Regions from separate parts of the Mus musculus genome. Here region 2 is linked to region 1. The links are chromatin contacts, called in public promoter capture Hi-C maps. All regions are on one chromosome and are shown on one strand. Each heading gives the region's core, a stretch centred on a gene start, on an enhancer-like site or on the middle of the called end of the contact. The rest is flanking DNA. Distances are from core to core; before and after follow the strand shown. Region 1 holds the start of Ffar2 (free fatty acid receptor 2). Region 2 holds the start of Etv2 (ets variant 2).

Region 1 (5,984 bases), core at 2,274-4,773:
ACAAAACAACAACAAAAATTTTTAAAAGAAAGGAAGAAAGAACCAGCACTTGGATTTCTGGGAGCCATCAGTGAGCGCTGTAGAGGGCAGTGTCCTGAGGAAGCAGAGTGGCCAGGTCTCCTCTGAGGAAAGCCTTGTCACCCCAGCACTGGGGCCACTGAGCTAGAAGGCTCAACCTGTTACATAGTAACAGGGAGAGTAGTGTCAGGTTTTTTTTTTGTCATGATTATGACAAGTGCCCTTTGACCTTCCCTTGGATGGACTGTCGAAAGCCCTCTGGCGTGGTTAGTTTTATGTCAACTTAACACAAGCTAGAGTCATTTGGGAAGAGGGGGATCTCAATTGAGAAAATGCCCCCATCAGATTGAATTACAGGCAATTCTACATTTTTTTCAATTAATAATTGTGTGTGGCGCCACCCTTTGGCTGGTGGTTCTGGGTTGGGTAATTAAGCTTATTGAGCAAACTCTGAGGTACCGCTAGTGAGCAACATTCCTCCACAGTGTCTGCTTCAGTTCTTGCCCTGAGTTCCAGGCCTGCCTTCCCTCAATGGTGGACAGTTGAACATAACATGGCATAAGCCCTTTTCTCTCCAACTTGCTTTTGGGCATGGTGTTTTAGCTTTATTAATAGAAACCCTAACTGAGCAACCCGATTCAGAGAAGTATCAAATCCCCCGATGTCATTCTTGGGGACTACCTGTCAGGTATCAGTGTCAGCACAGAGCGTGGGCCGTGAGCAGTAACGGAGATGGTGAGGCTGCCTGACCTGCCTCACAGCCATGCTCACAGGGACCCATGGAGACTTGGGCAGCCAGAGGCTAGCAAGGTTCCTGGTCACGTGGGAAGGATCCGTCTTTGTGAGATTAAGCAAACAAAGAAATGAGTTGATTCAGGGACGTAGCACCCGCGGGTGCTCCTGCTGTTGCTCTGATTCCCGTGGGAACTCTGGCCATGTAGCCGATGGAAGGAAGAGGTGGCCGAGAGAAGGAGGGAGTCGGAGCAGGCAGCGGACGGACGCGGGTTAGGGAGTGTGACATGTGGAACATCCCAGGAACACATGTGATGGCTGGAGCTCCAGCTTCATTTTGGTTGGACCGTGAAGACATGGGCTGCCCTGGGACTCGTCAAGGAACTTTGAAAATCATCCAACTCAAGAGACAGGGTCTTGCTATGTAGCCCAGACCAGCTGCAAACTCGGGATGCTTCAGCCTGCACTCCTGAGTGCTGGGATTACAGGTGTGTGCCATAATGCTTCACATCTACTACCCCCTTCCCAGGCATCTCTGACCCCAGCCCAGGGCAACATCTCTGACCCCATCTTGCCTCCACTGCTTTGACACCTGCCTCTGTGGGCCTGGGCTCATGCCTGGACCAGCACTGAAGCACACAGCAGGTTCACATCCTGCCACCACCTGCTATGTGGGCATTATCGCTTTGATTTTGGAGCCCCAGGCCCCTATATTACACTGTTGTGGATGATTGGATTCCTATATTATGAAATAGTGTCATGTCTCAATTCTGCCCAATTACAGCAGCTAGGGTGCCGCCTAACATGATGATGGGTCTAATTGTGTGTCTCAGAGGCAACGCTGACAGCTGTTTTAGGCCTTGATTTAAATCTCATGCCAGGAAGGACTCCCAGGGCCATAGAACCCGAGGTCCATGCGGCTGTTGGCTCTGGCTTTTGTGCTGAGGGCTTCCTCTGTAAATCCCATGAGCCTGAAAAGTGATGTCTTGCTATAGGTGACACAGTGTTGTCACAGAGGGAAGCATAAGGGGACAGGCAGAAAACAAGGGATTGTTCTGTTTCTCCAGCCTGGCTTTCCAATAAGCTTCTACTTTGAGGTTAAATCTGAGTTTTCATGAATATTTATTTAAAAAATCATGAACACAAAACCACACTAGCAAGGAACAGCAGGTTTCCTCCTTAATTCTCCTGTGCTATGTATGGTGTGAATCTGAAATGTCTCCTGCAGGCTCCTGTTTCTACTGCTGGGTCCCCAGCTGCCTGAGGACTATTTTGAAAGCTATGGAGATTTTAGAAGGTTGGGCCTGGCTAGTATAAGTAGGTTACTAGGGGAAGGCCTTTGGAAGTTTTAAACAACCCACTCTGGTCTGAGGACAGTGAGGGGCTGGGGGCGTGGCTCAGTGGTAGAGCCCCTGCCTAGAATTCCCCCGTGAGGGGGCTGGGGCATGGCTAGAATTCAAATGACTCTAGAACCCATCTCTAATACTAGAAAAAGAAAGACAAAAGGGAGGGACAGAGGGAGAAAGGAAGAATGGGGAAGGAGTGGAGAAGGCAACATGTTCTTGCCCTTGTTTTCTCACGTATATGTTTTGGGGGATTTTTCTTTAATATATATAAGTGTTTTGTCTGCATACAGCATGTATGATCAGTGTAAATGGAGGTCAGAAGAGACCGTCCAATTTCCTGAAACTAGACATTGTGAGCCGCCATGCCGTGTGGATGCTGGGAACTGAACTCAGGTCCTCTGCAAGAGCAACCAATGCTCCTAACCACTGAGACATCTCTCCAGCCCTGTGGAGGCCTTGGGAAGACTGGCTAACTCGTAGGTAACTAAACAGGTCAGAGGAGAGGACATAGAGAAACCAAGGGGTGGGAGAGAAGAGGAGGAGGAAGGGGAGGATGCAGAGCGTGCAGCTCTTCTGAGAGCAGCCACAGGGGACCCCTTACAGAGAGTGAACCTCCCTGCCTGTCATCTGTAGCCTAGCTGGCCTTAGCCTGTAGAGTAGTTAGGATTCAGGCCTATGTATGGCCCCACTCCTAACTTTCACCTTCTAGGAAGGTGTCAGAGGCTTGAGGGAAGCACCAGGGGCCCTGACCCTGATGCCTCATGCCTCCAGCCTCACTGGATGGCCCTGGATGTGCAGTGCAGTTAGGATTCCCATGCTCGCTTGCAGAAGGAAAGGAAAGTTCATAAAATCTGATCTGACCCAAAGTTCCCAGTGCAGAGACTTGGATGGCAGCCCGCAGCAGGCCAACTGTGCACCAAAAAACAAGACACAAGCTAGGGAAAGCCAGTCTGTCTCAACAAGGCCGAAGGAAACTTGGGGTGGACACCAGGAGACCACAAAGAAGTTAGACAAGGGAGGAATCACAGGAAACGGGAAGCCTCGTTCTGAGAATGACATTGACCTTCTAGACATTGCTCTGAAGAAGCCAATCAGAAGACAGAAAAGGAGCTGACAGGGGTAGGGGGTGAGGGTGGGAGCGGGTGGAGAGGCAGGTGGGAGGATAGGAGGGGGGCAGTGTCTCAGGGTTTGGGGGCAGGGAGACAGGAAGTAGGGTCAGAAAAATCTGTCAAAATCGGAATAGAACAGATCTCCAGGGAGAGGACAGAGCCGCAGCACCCCCCCGCCCCCCACCCCCACCCCCCCTTTGGGTTTGAGAGGAAATACTGCTCAGTTACTGACCTGCCTCTTTCTCTCTGGTCATGTGACCCATGCTAGTATAAGATCTTCCCACCAACCAAGTTCCTTATGATTTTTGGCTCCCCCTCCTTTTTCTGTATGAAATTGGCTGCAATAATTGCTAAAACTCCTCTTGCACCAGGAACCCCCAAGAAACATTCTCTCTGAAACCAGGCAAGGCAAGCCAGTGTGGTGTGTGCACGCAGGGGAGAGGATCTGAGGAGCAGCTGTGGGGTGAGGAGGAGGCTGCAGGATGTCTGTCAGAACACAGACCCGGAGGCTGAGGGTGGAGGTGGGTGTAAGGAACCATAGACCTTGAAATGAAAAGGACCGGGAGAGAGTGACTATTCGTTTGTAGCAAGAGTTACTAACCAAGTGGAAACAAAGTCACCTCCTGTAGAGGAGGAGTCCTGGATACAGTCAAAGCACCAAGCTTAAGCCAGCCACCTGTGCTCTCTGGGCTGTGTATCTAAAATTTGGAGGTTGGGGGGGACAAGCCATAGAGCAAGGAACTGGCTACCCTAGCTCCCCGGTTTTGGTAGGTTCCACAGCACTGGACCAGAGGAGAACCAGGTAGAAGAAACCCCTGAACTTGCCCAAGGAGGTAAGCTGACAGGTTGGGAGGCTGGGGAGGTGGCAGGGGGTGGGCACCTGAAGCTGAGGAGAGCGAGGGTTAGCAGGGTTGGTTTGCCTTCTGGAAGTTTCCTTTTTCTCCCGAGACACACACCTACCTGATCTTTCCCAGCTTCTATGGCTGCCTTCCCCTCTCTCCCACCAGGCTTTAGCCCCCAGCCACAGTCAGCAGCAAGAAAGGGAACCGATCACAGCTACTTCCTATTACCTGTGAGGCTACAGAGGAAAGGGGCCCTAGAAAGCAGAGGGGAAATTCCCGTGGGAAGTCAACTTGGTCTCCCCCAGAGACACAGGATGGCAAACGTAATAACTGCAGCTTAATATCCCGCCCAAGGCTAAGTCAATAATTGCTCTGGGCAGTTCTGGCAGGTGGCTTGAGCAAGCGGTGGTGAAGAGCAGACAGCTTTGGACTGAGGACAGGAGAGAACCAGAGAGGATGTGAGCAGTCAGAACTCTCCGGAAAGAGGGTCTGCAGGCTGTGTGCACTGCAGGTGGGGAGCTCTTGACCCTACACCTTTCCCCCCATCTTCCAGAATGACCCCAGACTGGCACAGTTCCTTGATCCTCACGGCCTACATCCTCATCTTTCTTACTGGGCTCCCTGCCAACCTGCTGGCCCTGCGGGCCTTCATGGGCCGGGTTCGCCAGCCTCAGCCTGCCCCTGTGCACATCCTCCTGCTTAATCTGACCCTGGCGGACTTGCTCCTGTTGCTGCTGCTGCCCTTCCGGATCGTGGAAGCAGCATCCAACTTCCGCTGGTACCTACCAAAGATCGTGTGCGCGCTGACAGGCTTCGGCTTCTACAGCAGCATCTACTGCAGCACGTGGCTGCTGGCGGGCATCAGCATGGAACGCTACCTGGGAGTGGCCTTCCCGGTGCAGTACAAGTTATCCCGCCGGCCACTGTATGGAGTGATCGCTGCTCTGGTGGCCTGGATCATGTCCTTTGGCCACTGCACCATCGTCATCATCGTTCAGTACCTGAACTCAACTGAGCAGGTGGGCACTGAGAACCAAATAACCTGCTACGAGAACTTCACCCAAGAGCAGCTGGATGTGGTACTGCCCGTACGACTGGAGCTGTGCCTGGTCCTGTTTTTCGTTCCCATGGCAGTCACCATCTTCTGTTATTGGCGCTTCGTGTGGATCATGCTCACGCAGCCCCACGTTGGGGCTCAGAGGCGACGCCGGGCAGTGGGCCTGGCTGTTGTGACGCTTCTTAATTTCCTGGTGTGCTTTGGACCCTACAACATGTCCCACCTGGTGGGGTTCTACCTGAGGCAGAGCCCCTCGTGGCGGGTGGAGGCTGTGGTGTTCAGTTCCCTCAATGCCAGCCTGGATCCATTATTGTTCTACTTCTCCTCCTCCGTGGTGCGCAGAGCTTTTGGGAAAGGTTTGCTACTGATCCGCAATCCTGCCTCCTCTATGCTGGGCAGGGGAGCCAAAGAGACAGTGGAGGGGACCAAGATGGACAGGGGTGGAAGTCAAGCAGAAGGGGTACAGAGTTCTGAATTTGTCACCGAGTAGAGAGTCCCCCGGATCTTCCCGAGCATTTGGGTCACCCAGAAGTTGGTCTGGTTAGCAGAGCTCCTGAGACTTGGTAAAAGATAAAAGATTAAGAAAGAAAGAAAGAAAGAAAGAAAGAAAGAAAGAAAGAAAGAAAGAAAGAAAGAAAGAAAGAAAGACACCTCCACCCATCTGCCACTGCCCTCTCAGCTCAGCAGAACCACTTGACTGAATTTTCCTGCCCAGAGAAGCATAGCTCCAGGATACAAGAAGGAATGGCTACACCCTTACACTGTATTTTCACAGTGGGGTCAGGGGCTCAGAAGCAAGGTGACTAATAGGGGTGCAGTAATAAAAGTAATTTTTTTCCTCGAGCTTGGAAATGCCACCTAGAGACAGTGATCTGGCTGG
Region 2 (6,426 bases), core at 310-2,809, 190 kb after region 1:
TGTCCTGGAACTCACTCTGTGCTGACCTCTAACTCAGAGATCCACCTACCTCTGCCTCCCAGTTACTGGGATTAAAGGTGTATGCTAGCACTGTCCAGCCAGTAAGTAAATTTTTAGTATTAAAATGGCCTCAAATATATTTTCATATTAATATTTACTTATTAATATTTACTAAGCAAGTACTTAGAAAAAATGAACACAGCATTGTCTGAGGCCAAGTTACTGAAGCCAAGGTTCGACAAGACTTAGCAAATTAAAACAAAACAAAGAACCAAAATAACAGGATGCCTAGTTACTAAGTTTTAGTTTAACAAGCAAATACTTTTTGGTGTCGCTATATCCCAAATATTGTTTGCATACTTTTGCACATTATGCATGTGATTCTTTTCTGAATCAGTTGAAGTAAGCTTCAAACAAAACTCTTCATTTCTAAATGACTCCATTTTCTAACCTATCACTGCACACATAAAATTATTTCATGCAATAACTCACATTCAGTTCATACTCGAAATTCTCCAATGGTTCGGGACTGCTATAGCCCAGAAAGCCCAGACAGAAAAAGAAATGGGAGAAAACATGCCTCAATTTCCCCCTCCATAAATTCCCCCCTTATGAAGATTAAATGAAGGCCCGTTGTCACGACTTCTCGGACCCAGAAGACCCTCATTTAACGTCAGTGGTTACTATTATTATCGTCCATAACGATGTTATTTTGATTATGGTTGCCATTATTCGGTAGTAGCTCCAGGACACCCTCCCTGTGCCTGGTAAGGGATTCGGGGTTGGATTCTCCTCCACCCCACCCTGATCTGGCTGTCTGTCACCCTGCCGATTGTGACGTAGGCTGATGCTAGGGAAAGGGGGCATCTGGCCGGAAATCCCTCTTCCTGTTGCAGATAAGCCCAGAGCTGCCCAGCTGACCCCAGACCCTCCTCCCCCACCACTTTTCATGTCACACCACCAAATCCTCAAGATGGGGAACCTGTCCAAGCCCCTCACCCCATCCCCACTACCCCGTAAGCACCCCTTAGACCTCAGCACCCCCATTCCTGCCCTGCCCCTGCTCCCCAAGTTCTTTTCCAAGCCCAATTCGTCCCCGAAAAGGGACCGTTCCAGGGACCCGTGCGCATCCCTAAAGCAGGGGGTGCAGCTTGACCACGCCCCCATCCCTGCAACTTGACCCAGGCTGCGACCCCCAGCTCTGACGTCTCGGAAAATTCCCCCTCCCCTATCAGGCCCCCCGGGAAGGGTGCATGGTATGAAATGGGGCTGAAACCCCCCTGGCTAGGAGAGAAGGAACCTGCCAGAGGTGAGCCACGAACTGGGGACTGAATGCCTGGGTGTCTGAACTAGGAAGGACAGGGGAACACCAAGATGCAGGGAACCTGGATTTAAGCGTCTAAGAGAGGGTGAAGGAACTGGAAACCAATATTCCTTTTCCTGGGGAAGGAGGTTGCAGACGTCTACTCTGGGTCTGAGGGAAACAAGGGTTGCAGATTCTTGGGTCCCTAAATGTCACCATCTTGTCCATTACCCTTAGAACTTTCCTTTCTCAACCAGAACCGTCAGAACAAGCATCCATGGACCTGTGGAACTGGGATGAGGCGTCACTGCAGGAAGTGCCTCCTGGGGACAAGCTGACAGGACTGGGTAAGCTGCTGTGGCTTGGGACAAAGTGTATGCAAGGCTCCAAGGATGCGGGCCCCTTGACACCTAGCCGGGACTTAACATCCTTGTTGCCTGCAGAAGGAGCGGAATTTGGTTTCTATTTCCCTGAAGTGGCTCTACAAGAGGACACACCGATCACACCAATGAACGTAGAAGGCTGCTGGAAAGGTGGTTGCTGGGCTTGAACCCCTGTGTGCTGGGGGGGAGGGAGGGGGAGGAATGGGAGATCCTGGGCTTTTTAGAAGGAGCGAGGGTGCTGAGCGGGAAGGAAGTAACATGTTTGGAATCGAAATTGAAGGAGGTGTGAGTGGATGGCTGAGGTCCCTAAGTCATTGCCCACATCTTTCCTAAACTCAGCTCTCTTGTCCAACATAGGGTTCCCAGAGCTGGACTGGAACCCCGCTTTACCTCACGAAGACGTACCTTTCCAGGCGGGTGAGTGGTAGAAAATGGAGATGGAAAGAGAGGAACTAGGGTCCTGACACACTAGAGCTGAGTTCAGACCCCCTAGTATACAAGAGGACCAGAACTAAGACTGGGGACAGCTACATTTTCAAGGCCATATGAGGCGCCAAAACTCCCCTAAAATTCCCAAGGGTGCGGGAGACCAGGACTCCTGGGCTTCCCTTGTTTAAGGTCTGTCTTCCTCGCAGAGCCCGTTGCTCACCCCCTTCCGTGGTCGCGAGACTGGACAGACCTGGGATGCAACACCTCGGACCCGTGGAGCTGTGCTTCACAGACGCCAGGCCCTGCCCCTCCTGGCACGAGCCCCTCCCCCTTCGTCGGCTTTGAAGGGGCGACCGGCCAGAATCCTGCCACCTCGGCAGGAGGGGTCCCCTCGTGGTCGCACCCTCCAGCTGCCTGGAGCACTACCAGCTGGGACTGTTCTGTGGGCCCCAGTGGCGCCACCTACTGGGACAATGGCCTGGGCGGGGAAGCGCATGAGGACTATAAAATGTCATGGGGCGGGTCTGCCGGTTCGGACTACACCACCACGTGGAATACTGGGCTGCAGGACTGCAGCATCCCTTTCGAGGGGCACCAGAGTCCAGCATTCACCACGCCCTCCAAATCGAACAAGCAGTCTGATAGAGCCACATTGACTCGCTACTCCAAAACTAACCACCGAGGTAAGAGGCTGCAAACTGCAGAAGAGGTAAAGCAAAACGGATTAGGACTGGGCCTGGATACCTTGGGGGAGGGGTCTGGGTAACTAAAGGAGGAGGGATCCGGGAAACAGGCAACTAGAGGACAGGGGTTTTGTATCAGAAGAGGGAACGGGTGAGAGGACGGAACTGACTTTCTAGGGACCAACATTTTAAAAGGCCCCTAGGTTATGTGAGAGGAAAGAAGAGCATTCGGACTCCTGGGTCTTCGAGGTGGGGAGGCTAATGTGGCTCAAGCTGTCAGGAGTTCCTGAAACTGGTTCTTGGGTCTCTACTATGGAGGGATCCAAACTCACAGACTCCCGATGAGGAACAGAGCTGGACTCCTGGGTCCTAAATCGCGAGAACCTGAACCTTTTGGCCTTCAAAGTGAAGGCTCCCCGACTCTTAGGTTCGTCGCAGTGTTTTGGGTCTGAGAAGCCTGGCGTTCACCTCTCTCTCTCTCTCTCTCTCTCTCTCTCTCTCTCTCTGTCAGGTCCCATTCAGCTGTGGCAATTCCTCCTGGAGCTGCTCCACGACGGGGCTCGCAGCAGCTGCATCCGCTGGACGGGCAATAGCCGCGAGTTCCAGCTGTGCGACCCCAAAGAGGTGAGACAGCTCCCCTTGCTGGGCAAGCCCAACTTACCTAGTTCCCAGCCCCGCCTCCACCCACTCACAACCCCCCACGCCCATCAGGACTGAGACCCGCCCCGCCCATAGCAGCTAAGACCCTGGTCCCTCTAACCTCAAGATTGTTTCCTAGGTGGCCCGGCTGTGGGGCGAGCGCAAGAGGAAGCCGGGAATGAATTATGAGAAACTGAGTCGAGGTCTACGTTATTATTACCGCCGCGACATCGTGCTCAAGAGTGGTGGGCGCAAGTACACATACCGCTTCGGGGGACGTGTGCCTGTCCTCGCCTATCAGGATGATATGGGGCATCTGCCAGGTGCAGAAGGCCAATAAAACAAAAAACAAAAACAACCCTGTCGAACCTGCGTGTCTGGTGTCTGTTTCTTTTTCACTGATACCTACTCGACCTGTCAAGGGAGCCTAAATGTGCACCCCGACATTTCATGCTCCAGCCATATTGAGGTATCCGGACCCCTGTCTGTTTTTGATCGAGTGTTTCCCTCCCGTGGTCCCTAGACTGAACGTCATAGCTCCTTAGTCCTTAGTTTCAAGACGACCATCAAGGCCATTTCACTATGAGTGATGATGCAGGTCACTAATTTCACAGCATTCAGGAGACTGAGGCAAGAGAATCGTAAAATTAGGGGCTCCAGACCTACCAGAACTACAAACTAGTCCTTAGTTCTAAGAGGACCCAGGAGGGAGGACCAGACCCGCCCCCTTCCAATAGGAACCTGTAAACTACAAAGCCCTTGCTCCCTCCCTGCCAGTTTTCCCCAGCCCTTCCTTGCCTTAGGAATCTAGGTCCCACCACTTCCCACTGCCTTTGCTCTCTCTGCATCTTCTGCACCTCTCACCTTGGTTAGTTTGAGGTAAGTAGTCTGTAGGGTTTATTGTGTGCCAGTAGGAACTTTTTAAAGAAATTGGACTTCTTTAAAGATTTGTATATTTTATACATGTGACTACACAGTCACTGTCATCCCTCTTTTCAGACACACCAGTAGAGGGCATCAGATCCCATTACAGATGGTTGTGAGCCACCATTGTGGTTGCAGGGAATTGAACTCAGGACCACTGGAAGAGGTCCAGTGCTCTTAAGTGCTAAGCCATCTCTCCAGCCCCAAAACTGACAATAGTTTATCCTCTGAAATTTATCTAAGAGTTTAATCCCTGAAGTTTTATGTTAAATATATTAAGAGCATAGAAAGTGAATCTGTGGCAGAGATGGTGGCCTGTTTGGAAATAATTAGATGATTAAGAAGAAGTCCCCATGGTTGCATTCTGATGTTTTATAACTAGAGCTAGAGACACACAAGGGTGTTTCAGTCTCATACTATGTGATATCTCAAGATGACCAGCAAGAAGGTCATTTCACTGTGAGTGGTGACTCAGGCTGCTAATTTCATAGCATTTGGGAGACTGAGACAGGAGGATTGTAAATTTAGGGCCCCCAGACCTGCCTGAGCTATCTAGCAAGACATTGTTTTTTATTTAAACAAAACAAAACAAACAAAACTCCATGGAGCTGGAGAAATAGCTCTTTGGTTAAGAGCACTGACTGTTTTTCCAGAGGATGCTGTTCTCACAAGGCAGCTCACAACTGTCTGTAACTGCACGTCTAGGGGGACAGCTTCAGATATACATGCAGACAAAACACCAATCCACATAAAATAAAATAAAAAAATTTAACAACCCATAAAGTAGTGAAATGACATAATCATTTGGACCCTGCTCGGAGCCACAGTTTTATAGCTAGGATCTTATTGCTCCAGACCACGAGCCAAAAACAAACCTATGCTCCTTATAAAGTATCCCAACTTGAACATTTTATTATAGTAAGAGTGTTATTACAGCTATACAACCCCATCTCGGAAGTTTATCTGCTCTGTCTTCTTGAAGAAAAGAGGCTCACAGCCCGGCATGATGGCGCATGCCTTTGATCCAAGAACTCAGGAGGCAGAGGCGCAACGATCTTTATGAGCTCAAAGCCAGCCTGGTCCACAGAGTGAGTTCCAGGACAGCATGGGTACACAGATAAACCCTGTCTCAAAACAAAACAAAATAGAGAAAGAGGAGGGAGGGAGGGAGGGAGGGAGGGAGGGAGGGAGGGAGGGAGGGAGGGAGGGAGGGAGGGAGGGAAGAAAGTCAAGCTTCAAAAAAGGCTTTGCTGAGCACCTTCTAGTTGTAGAAGAAATCTGAGCAATTAGACCTAATGTACACTTAGAACAACCATGGGCACTCCAAGTTGGAAGGCACAGAATCAGACCTTCAAAAGGCCTACAGGAAGCTTAACCCACTCCAGGAGCCCTCAGAGGGCTGTTACTGTGTAACTCTCCTGTGTGTGATGCTGAAGATACATCACTAACCACAACAGGCATAACCTACATTCACTGCCATCAGAAAGGACGAGCCCATAGTCCTTAGGACCATGATGGAGAAAACCCAGAGGATTATGAGAGCCCAAAAGGAGGAAACTATGTAGCCCAGGAGGAAGAAAGTCTGGGAGTGGGGTGGAGAGAAGAAGTCAGGAGAGCAAAGAATGTTTCCATCAGAAGACAAGACCAAGAGATTTGTTTCTGGTGGTAGTAGTGGTGGGAGTTTTTGTTTGTTTTGTTTTGTTTTGTTTTGTTTTGTTTTGTTTTGTTTTGTTTTGTTTTTCAAGACAGGCTTTCTCTGTGTAGCCCTGGCTGGCTCACTCTCTAGATCAGGCTGCCCCAAACTCACAGAGATCTGCCTTCATCTGCCACCTGAGTGCTGGGATTTAAAGGCATGTGCCACTACTATCCAGTCAAAGTCCTTGTTTCCACAGTGCGTGAGCAAGGCAGATCTAGGAGGTGACTTAGTGAAAATTCTCTATTTTTGCTTTTGTTTGTTTTGGTTTTGGGGTTTGTCTTAGTCAGGGTTTCTTTTTGTTGTTGTTTTGTTGTTGTTGTTTTGGTTTTTGGTTTTTTGGTTTTTTTTGAGACAGGGTTTCTCTGTATA

What was found. Capture Hi-C pulls out chosen DNA fragments and counts their contacts.
Region 2: a promoter capture Hi-C map of adipose tissue shows a contact between it and region 1. The contact joins the promoter of Etv2 here to the promoter of Ffar2 in region 1. A contact is called at or near these places in 8 of 39 promoter capture datasets (the C10 cell line, the HPC-7 cell line, cranial neural crest and 5 more), 6 of 115 datasets of contacts at active chromatin or transcription factors (bone marrow-derived macrophages, double positive thymocytes, embryonic limb bud and 1 more) and 3 of 9 other capture datasets (adipose tissue, liver and pancreatic islet).

The regions. Positions count from the first base shown.
Region 1 is chr7:30,818,731-30,824,714 of GRCm38.p6, reverse strand. Ffar2 (free fatty acid receptor 2) reads left to right here and starts at 3,523. Exons shown (of 3, transcript NM_001168510.1): 1 at 3,523-3,608; 2 at 3,977-4,038; 3 at 4,601-5,984. The coding sequence starts at 4,602. The coding sequence ends at 5,594. It overlaps Gm32236 (a long non-coding RNA gene), which reads right to left and starts at 4,294. Exons shown (of 3, transcript XR_881940.2): 1 at 4,166-4,294.
Region 2 is chr7:30,630,985-30,637,410 of GRCm38.p6, reverse strand. Etv2 (ets variant 2) reads left to right here and starts at 1,559. Exons shown (of 6, transcript NM_007959.2): 1 at 1,559-1,650; 2 at 1,750-1,836; 3 at 2,044-2,103; 4 at 2,322-2,798; 5 at 3,310-3,422; 6 at 3,577-3,795. The coding sequence starts at 1,581. The coding sequence ends at 3,777.